Linked DNA regions of Gossypium hirsutum: regions 1 and 3 are each linked to region 2. A link is a contact called in public Hi-C data. All regions are on one chromosome and are shown on one strand. The core of a region is the stretch at or near the end of the contact, and the rest is flanking DNA. Distances in the headings are between cores, read along the strand shown.

What was found. A called contact is a pair of places that touch in the nucleus more often than the background predicts.
Region 1: a contact with region 2 is called in a Hi-C map of leaf, with 2.3 times the contacts expected there. The contact joins the promoter of LOC107952936 here to the promoter of LOC107952941 in region 2. A contact is called at or near these places in 3 of 34 Hi-C or Micro-C datasets (leaf and seedling).
Region 3: a contact with region 2 is called in a Hi-C map of leaf, with 3 times the contacts expected there. The contact joins the promoter of LOC107952938 here to the promoter of LOC107952941 in region 2. A contact is called at or near these places in 16 of 34 Hi-C or Micro-C datasets (anther, callus, cotyledon and 3 more).

What each region holds. Positions count from the first base shown.
Region 1 is chrA07:31,322,133-31,326,235 of Gossypium_hirsutum_v2.1, forward strand. LOC107952936 reads right to left here and starts at 1,385. Exons shown (of 2, transcript XM_016888143.2): 1 at 838-1,385; 2 at 1-421. The coding sequence starts at 1,086.
Region 2 is chrA07:31,123,760-31,127,649 of Gossypium_hirsutum_v2.1, forward strand. It overlaps LOC107952941, which reads right to left and starts at 1,850. Exons shown (of 5, transcript XM_016888150.2): 1 at 1,378-1,850; 2 at 1-1,112. The coding sequence starts at 1,492.
Region 3 is chrA07:31,261,626-31,265,783 of Gossypium_hirsutum_v2.1, forward strand. LOC107952938 reads right to left here and starts at 1,971. Exons shown (of 4, transcript XR_001699002.2): 1 at 1,220-1,971; 2 at 924-1,140; 3 at 1-829.

The DNA.
Region 1 (4,103 bases), core at 135-2,634, 200 kb after region 2:
TTTCTTTTGAATACGTAGCTGAAACAATGGTTTTTCTTTGTGAATTACTATAAGGTTGTTGCTTGGAGTGATAAAACTTGATGGTAGACGAAAGGCTGGCTGATATCAGAATTAAATTGACTGCAATTCCAACAGCATTCTGCCACTTCCAGGGTCTGAATAAAACTCTGATGCAGCAAATGAGGAAACCAGATATCCTTCTCCTCGAGCTTTCACCTTCATTTTTCTTAACACTTTCTTCCACATCCCTGTCAATTGAGGTTTTATTCTCATGATCATTGCCAAAGCAAGCACTTAACTCTTTCACAACATCCAGGGGTCTTCCTTCATATTGTGTCACTTGTTTTATGAGACATGATCTGGTTTGCTCCAATCGACTAAGGGCCAATTGCCTATCTTTCAGCTGCCAAGACTGCAATTTCTGCATGTAGATATATATCAACATAAATTTTCCAGGGAGGCCTAATGCTAAGATAATAAAAAACTGCAAATGCGAATCAAATTAAGGCAAAAACCTCTAAAAGTCGGGTGGAATATTCTAATTATACTCGATAGGTTTCGACACTAATTAAGATTATCAATCAAAAGGTAACAGAATTCATAATTCCATTAAAAACAAGAGTCCAAAAAGAAGAGCTTTTGAAACAGGTAATCTGAATTGTTTATTAATCATTTTTTTATCAAAGGAATCAAATATTGAGAACCAATATCTGATCTGAATATATTAGATCTCATGAAACAATGTTGAGATTAAGACAAGCAATCTTACTATTCGGATCTAAAAGGAGTTGAGCTGAGAGTGTTGGGAAATAAAAGAGAAGACAGAAAGTAAATTACCTGCAAATGCAAAAGCGTGTTCTCAACTTGGTTGAGTGAATCTCTGATGGCAATCAACCTCTTCCTTTCCAGAAATGGGGTCTGCCCAATATCACAATAGCGACCATGGTCTGAACAATACCTGCAGAAGCTGATACTGTCGTCGATTTCATGGTTCAACCTGTCGTGCAAAGCCCATGCCCTCTCAATGAGACTCGGCAGTTTTTTGTTATTCAACTCCATTGGTTGGAAAACATAGCCCACCACCATTCAAGACCTTCCTGTGTTATAACTTTTTAAACTTCATCATTTGCACTTTATTCTCTTGTTTTTGCTTCTTTCTACAAATTACTCTTGGCTGTGGAAGAAGAAAGTTTGAGGAACTATTTGGAATGGTATAGAATGGAAGGTAGGCCTCTCCTTTTTTAATTGTGTTTGGACAACATCATTTTAGTTTCTTTCACTTTTTTTGTTTTTTTTTTTGGGGTGTGTGTGTGTGGGGGTATGTTTGCTTTAAAGGAAAGTTTTGGTTGGAATTGAAACTGAGACGCTTAGCTGTTGAGTACCCCACAGTCTCATATTGCATGCCATACATACATTGCCATGTGCAATCCATTATCCCATCCAAGGCTGAAGCAAGCAAAAGAAAGAAGAAATTGAAAGTACTAGTGAAGCAACAGCATGCCATCGTCCCTCATCATACAAAATGTTTAAAACCATGGTTATGATATTATCAGAAACTCAAAAGCCCAAAGCTCCCATGTGACGTGAATAGTTATGATGCCGTAAAAGTCGATAACAAAATCAGGTTCTTTTTCAGTTACCATATAATGATGATGGGCCAGGATTAGTTGGGCTACAAATCCTTAAACGTGGTTAGCACAAACCCAGCTCACCTTCTTTAGTTTATTTGATTGCCTTTTAGCTGTCTATGAGCTCTCTAAATCAATGGCATTATTGATTTGGTGATGATTTAATGGTTTGGCTCTTTGCAGAAGCAAAAAGACATGAAAATTGCAATGACTAAGGAGTCAGCCAGCCGCCTTACTTAATATGATAATCTGCTCATTGACACATCCAAATTCAACTAATCATATTAACCCATTTCTTACCCTACCCCCATCATCCCTTATTAAGTGTCATCATTTAGACTTCACCAAACTTAGTAATTTCATTTGTCGATCTTCAAAATAACAGACCACAACTTGATTCAACTTTAATTACCCATAATAACATATGAAATATGTACGATATTAATAAAAAGATTAAAATATCTCAAATAATATATCTTATTTTAAATACATAACTCATATTCTTCATAATTTTTCTTATTAAATTTGTAATCGATTGACTCATGACACGAACTTAATTAAAGACTTAAATAATAATAATATAGATATATAGAAATAATAATTAATTTTTATTTTTTAAATGTTTTAATAAATTTCATCCCTAGGTAATTTTTTATATTACTTTTATTATTTATTACAAATTATATATATATGGATATACATGAAAATTAAATTAAATTAATATTATCATTTGACAATATTATTAGATTGTCTTCTAAATAGACTTATCCATAAGTCGGGCCACCCGACTCAGCCTGAAGGCCCGTTCGAAAAGTGAGAGGATTTGATTAAAATATAAGCTTGAAAAATAATCTTGGGCAAAAAAATAAGTCCCATTTAGAAAATGGATCGGGCCTTGGGTAAGCCTTTTTTTCCCAAGCCGGCCTGAATATGCAACAAAAAAAATTGCTATTTTTTTGTTGTTTTCTTGCTTTTTTATTATTTTTTCTTTTTTTTTCACTATTTTGCTACTATTTTATTGTTATTATTTGGATATTGTATAACTCTTGGTTTATTGTTAATTTTGTTACTACTTTAGAGGTATTTGCTTGTTAAGTTGCACGTATCTCAGTATTATTTAAATATATATATTTTAATTCATTTTCAATTTGTTCGGCAACATTTATTTTAATTTTTTAGTATTTTTTATGTATTATATATATTTAAAAATTATATAAAAAAATTAATATCGGTGAGCCAACCTAGGCCCGAGCTTTAATATTTTTATCTGGGCTGAGTTTGGAAAAAATTTTAGGCTTATTTTTTGGGCTGGGCCCAAGCCTAACAAACTGGCCTAAAATTTTGGTTGGATCTAGCTCGACCCATGAACACATCTACTTCCATATTATCATAAATTAAATTATTTTTAATAATTTTAGTTGGACTAAATAAAAAATTATTAAATATTTTAATGCATATATATATTAAATAATTATAGTTTTTAATATAAAAATTTAAATATTCAAATTAAGTAATCATTTTATGTACTTTTTTCAAAAAAAAAATGGCATATATTTCCAAACATTTAGCATAAAAGTTAAGAAATTAGAAATCTGTTGTTTCAAAGTATTTATTTTAGTGACCATAAGTTATTGTAAGAAATATATTTTGTAGTTTTTGTAAACGCTTAATATATTTGGCATAGATTTATATTAATTTTAATTAATTAATCATTTGTATCATATAAATTTTTATGTCACATTTATTTTATTTTTCATCATATTATGTTTTAGTTAATAACTTGAGTTATATAAATTTTGAGGTATTAATGTAATCCTTCATATTTTTGTTATTTTTGTTGTATAATAGCTATTTATTATAATAGCTGTCAATAATATTTTTTTCAACTCGAATATTAGGTTTTATGTTGTATTTTAATTAATATTAGGTTTTATGTTGTATTTTAATTAATAATTTAAATTATATAGATTTTGAGGCATTAATTTATTCTTTTTTATTTTTTTATCATATATTAGTAGAGATAAATCTCAAAATTACAAGTGAAATTTGATTCAATTTGCAATACAATAAATCAACTTTAATTTGGTACAATTATACATATGAAATTAATTTTGATTCAATCATATACAATAACTTTTTTTATTTTTAGTCAACTATACACATTTTAAAAAATAAATTTATTTATTTATTTTTCTATTAGATAACTATAATTGTTCATATATGCAATACGCAAACATAAAATAATACTATATTGATAAAGGTGTTAGTAATTTGTGAAAATTAAAGCCTTTATTCATGATTTGGCCCTTGAATTATATCACTTTTCTCACTTTGGTATCTATTTTTTTTTGGCCAACTTTAGTACTTCAAGTTTAATTTCATCCACCGGTTTAGCCTTAAAAAACCAAGAGAACATGCGGGCCTACTAAAATGCGCCACGTGACAGTTTTTTACCTATGTCAACATGATAATGCA
Region 2 (3,890 bases), core at 600-3,099:
TAAAGTCCCAGGGTTCTCAACATGGTACATTGGATTACTAGGCATATCAGGGAATCTTCTATTGCCAAATGCAGAGGTCGGAACAGGAGCTGGAACTTGCTGATGTTTCTCGTAACAGTGAAAACAAGAACAAGAAGCATGATGCAACACTGAACTTTGCGGGTATGGCATGAATTGGTGATGATCACTTCCATTGTACTGTCTAGTTAAGTATGGATGTGGCGGCAGCTGTTGGTATTCCCCTGGCAACTGATGCGAGGTTCTTCCAAGCACTCGGGGTCCAAAATATGCAGGAACATGATTTGGATCAAGCATTCGAGGATGCCGTCCATGTGGAGTCATTGCATTCGCAACAGGATAAGCATCCGATTCTGGAAACTGAGCAAAGTAAGAGGTTCCTGCCCTAGAACCATCTTCATCAGGTCCATAGAAAGGTAATGAAGGGTTTTGTGATGCGGAAGAACCATTTGGAAACCAGGAACCAACACCACCAAATGACTCTGGAGGAGCAACCCTCCCATCAAGTGGAACCTTATCTTTTGGTTTATCTACCACATTACAGGACCTACTAAGTTGCTCCTTTATCTCATCTAGCTTCCTCAGAAGCATAGCTCGATCTTCTTCGAGGAGAATTCTACCAGAACCATCCTGGTCAGTTTGAGCCTGCAACCCATAAGAAGCATCTAACTGGCGGTTTGATGGGCCTTCATCCGGATGGTCTTCGGTAACATCTCTTGGAATTCTCGGAAAACCCTCCATCTCTTCTTGCTTCCCAGCTTCCCAATCAGGAACGTCTCCCAGTATTTGTGATCCACCAGTATGCCCAAATTTGGAATCGAAACTCTGGTTTCCTGTTCCAGTTAAATTTACCACCTCATCCTTATTTGCACTAATATCATTACCTTTGTCAACACAGCACTTATCAGCAGCAAGTTTAGGTTCATTCCTAGTTGTATCACACCTGAAAGAGCCAGCGGTTGATTTACCACCCGCATCACATGAGTCTACTATATCCTTCTCCGAAAAAATACGGAACTTGGTAGGAACTTGGCCGAGCCTGTCTTCTTCCAACTTCTCAGAGGAAGTTTCTGGTTCACAATTCTCAGTTTTTGCTGTTAATCAAACAACATTCCACTATCAATTTCATGCAAGAAATTATGCTCATTTGATTGCAAAAGGACCGAACTAAAACAGGAAACTGGAATCCAAAGCCTTAAATTATTTCAAACTACTCTAATAAGCAAAATTTCAAGTTAACACAGATACATGACAGGATGAGGGTAGAGACAGATTTGTGTCTCTTGGGTTCAACAACTTTCTCATCAGCCAAACAAAAAAAGTAGTAAAATAAAGAAAAACATAAAGAGAGAAAAGTACCTCGAAGAACAGCACCGCAGCCACCACACTTGTAAACAGAATATTCTGCAAGTTCTGGAAGAAGGTTTTCGCACTTTGGACACAAAACCAACCTTACTTTGGTTGACTCGGTCATTTTTTTAAGTCATTCAGGGTCCCAACACGCCAAAATTATAGAAAACGACGTCACGCCAGAAGCAATTTACTTGCTTAAACCATTTCTTTTCTTTTAAGAGCTAAAATATCCCCTCACGACTCTTGGCAACAGCCATCAGCATCAACAAACTCGCTTACTCATATATTTATATGAAGCCAACTTTGGGAACCCAGAAATGGAGAGCTAAGGAGGAAAAATAAGAAAAGGAAGCTGAATTGACGGTTCTCATAAGTTTCCTTTTAAAAGCCAAGTTGCTGGGTTGTTGTTGGTTTTCTCAGAGACCAAACATATAAACAAAAGAAACCCAGATTACATGATAGTTTCCCAAAGTTGTATGAAAAATAAAGAATATTCATACTTTTAAAGAAAATGTTGATTAAACTATTATCTTTTAACGATGTTGTTAATGTGGAGGTTACGTGTTAAAAGATTTGGAGCTTTGAATTTTTTGACATTGTACGGCTTCAAAGTTTCACACATTCAAGTTTTGAATTTTTTATTAATTAAATAAATTACGGTAAATTTAATTACAATATTTATATATATTTTTTGCCATTGTACGGCTTCTTGACTTTTTTTTAAGCTCGACTCCTTAGAATTGATTAGAATATAAATTCAAAAAAATTAAATTAATTGACTTGCGAACAAATACGAAATGTACTAAAAATTAATTTTATTTATTTTTAATTTTTTATTTAATCAAATTATATGGATCAATCAAATCAATTTGATAATAAACTTATCGGTTTGATCATTAATCTGGTTTTGAGTTTATTTGATACAAACGAAAAGTGAGATGAAAGAAATTAAGAGAGATGATCATTTTTTATTTTAATGTATAAAAATCAATAATTCCAAATTGACATGATGATAAGAATGTGTATTTTAATTTAAAATTATGATTTTTTTAAACATTTTATTTTCTTATCTTATTTTAATTTAAAAAATTACAATTTTTTTTAGTTTTCCTATCTTTTCTTTAAAATACACCTATAAGAACAGAATTATATTTTCCATTTTTGATTTTTATCTTTCTAATTTTATTTGGACTAAGAAATTATGGTATTAAGGTTGTACAATTAATGCAACCAAAGAGAGAAGAAGAGGAAAAGCAGTGATTTGTCGGTTGTGAAGAGTGAAGGAAACTGCGAAAATCTATTCCAACTCTGAAACATCTCATTGTTGTTTGCCCTTTAACATATGCTTATAACAAATATTATACAGAATTATATTTACTCGATAGTGTTATTAGCCCTTTTATATAGAATTTTTAGTAAAATATTTGAAAATGATAAATGGACAATATTCAATAAAATGTTGAATAGGTAAGCCATCATTTTATCAAATTTTTTGTATTTCTATTTTAATAGTTGAAAATTTAATAATAACTGCAAATAACAAATCATTAATCTGATGAATAATTCAATTATTTAATATAGCAGAAGTCCGTCAGCTAAACCAGGGGATGTGGTCCCATGCTGTCAATGTTGCACATTTCTCATTGCATGCTCTTACTTAAAACGTAATAATGGGAAGTTTTGGGACAAGTTTCTTTTATTTTCCCAGTACTTTTATAAGGGACAGGGGAGAGGTGGTCGTCCTTTCGTCTTGTTTTTCTTTTGGGAAATAAATGAAACATTGGTGGGAAAGCGCAGTCGGCATGGAAGGGTTTCACTTTTTAACTATGGATGATGATAGTGATTAATGGCGTGTGTTTTGAGAAGTGAGTGCAAGAGGTCGAGTTTTAATGGCAGCAATTAGATGGACGGTGGGGCATTTAACGTCAAGTTTGGTTTACGTGTAAGTACTAAATCATTAATGGAGGATGATACTACCAATAATATAATTAATAAAGAGGTTTAAACTAGGCTTAACAATTAATATCCACCCCTTAGCATAACTATTCAATATTAATCACAAAGTTAGTACAAAGTCACTTTTGTTCTTTCATTCAAATTAATTTTTCTACGGTGGAAGATCAAAATTTGTAATTATTGCACACAACATTTTATGGAAGTTCACTTATTAAATAAGGTTTATTTGACCCATTTAAACTACCTCAACACATGGAACTCATGGAAAATCTTATCTACTTGAAACTTTGGTGGACCCAATGAAATACTCTATTAAAATTAGAGTTACTAATGTAATTTATGTAAATCATAAGGGATAAAGATATATAGAGTTTAAATCCCTTAGGGCTCTCATATTATAAATCGACACAAATTTCAACCCTTGATGTAATTCGATCTGTACTATTGTTTTGGGGGGAGGGGGGAAGCTCAATTATAAATAGAAGCCTCCCCTTCATTTGTAATCACTCAATTGTAATCATTCATAGTAATTTAATACTATTCAAAGCATTTACTCAAACACT
Region 3 (4,158 bases), core at 721-3,220, 140 kb after region 2:
TTTTCTGTCTCTAAGCAAATCGAACCTGACGAAGAAAGACTAGGGGAGTTGGGAATCTAAGGCATGACCAAAGGCTCTTCTAGCTCTTGGACTCATTACAAATAGTTGGCTTTTTGAATTCATTCTTAAACTGCGCCCAGAATCTGTCATTGGAGGAGGTCCTGATGATCTTCCTTTTGGCGTCATTGAAAAAAGAAAACATATACTATGAATTGCTCCAATGTTTAAATTTTGAAATGAAAGATGGAACAATATTTGATGTTGTGCCTTGCTATTTCATATAGGAAGATTAAGATCTAGGGATTTCATAAAGGACCTTCCCTCTGTTAAAGGGTCATCAATATCCCCATTTCCATCGCCACTAACTAAAGCTATTTCACTCCCCGATTTAGAAGTGTCATTGAGACTAGCTCGTGTTTTCATTTTTTTTCCAACACTCTAACCAAACATTTGAAAATAGATTTGTGAAGTTTCCCATGTTAGAGTATATCATCATTAGTAAAGAATTTGTTAGGCTGTTAGTATTGTTAGTGAGCTGTTCACAAGTTGTTAGTCGTAGTTATCCCTTTGTAAATTGTATATAAATACACTTGATAAACTGTATCAAAATAGACAATAATAAATCAATTTTCTCAATTCATTTCAATCATTTCCTTTTCTGTTGAATTCTTTGCATATACTTACATGGTATCTTTCGCCTAAATCCTGGAGACTTACTCGTGCTGCGCTTTCATGGCTAACTTGATTGATTCTGTTTTTGCAAACAATGGTAATCCGTCCAATGTACTGTCAAATTCTCGATTAGTTCAATGCTTCCCTCAACATGATACTGTCAAATTAGATGAAGGTAACTTTGTACAATGGCAACAATACATAAAATTGATTGTTGAAGCTTATGAGTTAACAAAGTTTATTGAAGGTACCTTACCTGCTCCACCATGGTTTATTCCATCTCCGGAGGGTCCTCTGGTTCCAAATCCAGAGGCATCGTTGTTCCATCAGCAAGATAAGTTGCTTGCATTCTGGTTTTTGTCCATAATAAGTGGTGCTCTTCTCTCTTGTTTTACAGATTCAAAGTCTTCATATGATGTCTGGGTACCGCAAACTGCCTGTTCACCGCTTTGACTGAAGCCAAATTATCTTGCATTAAACATGAGTTGCTTTCAATTAAAAAAGGTAATATGTCAATTAAAGGATATGTGGCTAAGATTCAGAATACTTGTGCCTTGATCGAAGCATTTGGATCTCGAATCTCGGAGGTTGAGAAGGTGCAGATTGTTCTTGCGGGCTTAACACTAAATTACAATGCCGTTCTCACCCGTTCGTCGTTCTCGTCCGAACCTCTTCCCATGCAAAGACTTGTGGATATTCTGTTGGAATATGAGAGTCGACAGACTCGTGTGGCACAGGAGGTGTCGTTTTATACAAATCTGATAAAGGCCGCTCCAACGCCGATAGTGGTGGAACTCGCGCGTGGTGGTCGCTTCTCTACTGGTGACCGTGGGAGGGGATTTCGCTCTTAGATCCAGTGCCAAATTTGTGGTCAGTTTGGGCACTTGGCACAGCGTTGTTATTATCGATTCAATAAGTACTACGACAACCCTCTGCGCCGATGGTGGCTTGGGCTTCGACTGCGTGGGCTCTGATTACAAGTGACGGAAGAGGTTGTGCGATGTTTTTGGTTCAAGTACTACGAGTCGACGCGAGGATGCTGCCAATGGTGGTTTCTCCTTCCCTCCAAAGGTTCTAGGTCCATTCGGGCCATTGTCGATGATGGCTCCACCAGGTTTCAGTCATGGCCGATGGTGGGAGGGTATACCACCAGATGTGGTCGTGTTACATATGACAAATTTTAGGGTTTCACATAACCTTTTTGACGTTATGGGTATTGGGTCATATGGTGTGGGCCTTACTAGGCCAATTGTTACAAGCCAGAGTTTTGGGCCACATGGTGGCATTGCTAGGTCGAATGGTGTAGGCCACTTTTTTAGGCCACATGATGCTAGTCAAAGACTTGGGCTGAGTGCTAATTTTGTTAGCTTTGGGGGCCCACCTAGTCATGAACAAGGTATTGGGTGCCTAGATGTCAACGATGTGGGTATTCATAGGCCAAATGGCGGACTGTATGGTGGATCGAGTGTTCCGTGATTAACAAAGCTTAGAGCGTGTGTTCTTCTTGGGCCAACTTCTAGAGTTAGGGCCTTAGATCTGACTTTTTTTTTATTCCCTACCATGTGTTGCGTTGCCACGGGTTTCTGATGTGCCTACGTCGGATTTCTCGAACACCGCTAAGTTTAATGTGAATACGACCTAGTATGGGTCCAATTTTGATAATGTTGATTCTTCTATTCCTATAACCATAGGGACTTCATCGTGGTATCCTGATTCGGGAGCTACGCATCATGCTTGCAATGAGGCCTCTGCTTTGAATGATTCTACACCATACTCAGATACATCTCCTCTTTTTATAGGTGATTGGACACCTTGTAAAAATTACGCGTGTCGGACATTCTACCTAGCCTACAAAAAATAAGTTGCTCTATCTGTCTAATATTTTGTGTATGTCGAATATATGAAAAAAATTGTTATTTGTTTCCTAGTTTTCTAAAGAAAACAATGTCTTCTTTTTGAATTTCACTCGTTTCATTGTGTTATTAAGGACATCTACACTTAGGAAATTTTGTTACGGGCCACACTCATGATGGACTCTATCATTTCTCACTGGTTGCTTCTAATGGTGTTTTTCCTTCTGTTCATAACACTGGACTTCAAACTAGCTCCGCCAGTTGTGACATTTTTGCACTATGGCACCGTCGACTTGGTCATCCCTCCGCCCGTATTGTTAAATCAGTTTTAGATAAATGTCAAATTGTTTCGAATAAAGTTTGTCTTAATAATATTTTTACTGCTGTTCAAAAAGGAAAGTCTCATAAGTTTCCTTTTTCAAACTCTACTACTAAATATACTAATCCTTTTGACTTGGTTGTCTTCGACTTATGGGGACATCCATCTTTTGTTTGTAGAAGTAATTGGTATTATGTCTTGTTTGTTGATATGTTTAGTTGTTTTACTTGGCTATTTTTCATTCGGCGTAAGTCTTAGGCCATTGATTGTTTTATTCAATTTCAGAAGTTGGTTAAAACTTAGTTTGGGAAAGATATCAAACAATTTCAAAGTAATTAGGGTGGTGAGTTTCGAGCTTTCACGGTAATTCTGGCTAAACATGGTATTATTCATAGGCTCTCGTGCCCATATATGTTAGAACAGAATGTTGTGGCTGAACAGAAACACAGACATATTGTTGAAATGGGTCTTACTCTTTTGGCTCAAGCGAATCTACCTATGGAATTTTGAGGTTATGCTTTCATTTGTGTTGTACATTTAATAAATCGACTGCCTACTTTGGTCTTGAAAGGTTAGTCTCTTTATAAGATTCTTCATGGTAAGGACCGAACGTATGATCATTTACGAGTGTTTGGGTGTTGTTGTTTCCCATATCTGCACCTGTTTCATAATCACAAGCTAGAATTTCATTCTCAGTCGTGCACGTTTTTATGATATAGTCCTCAATATAAAGGTTATCAATGTCTTACACCGGATGGTAGGATTATTGTTTTTGGACACGTGTTTGATGAATGTCAATGTACCTTGAGAATTTTGTGGTTCCTTCCCAGTCCGGTGGGTGTGTCTCCACATATGTTCCTATTGTGCAGTCTTTATCTGATAGACCTGCTGAATTATCAAGTCCCAAATCTTTGTTCCGTGACTTGTTTATTAACACTGATTCTCGTACCACAACGGAACCGGTAGACTCAAAGATTGAATTGGGTGTTGTTAGTTATGATCAAGACACTCTGTCTACTACACCGGAGGATTCAAGTCATGTTGCTCCGACTGCTACCACTCCAACTACTTCTTCTATCCCTCCATTTATGGGTAATACACATTACATGGTTACACGGTCCAAAGTGAAAGTTTTTAAACCAAAGCATTGTCTGTTGAAGTTGTTGATCATGAGCCACACACGATTATTGAAGTATTTGCTAGTGAGGAGTGGCAGTTGTGTACAAGCTGAGTATGATGCTTTGATTAAAAATTCCACCTGAGAACTAGTTCCCTTGCTGCTTAGTAGAAAGACGATTGGTTTTAAATGGCTTT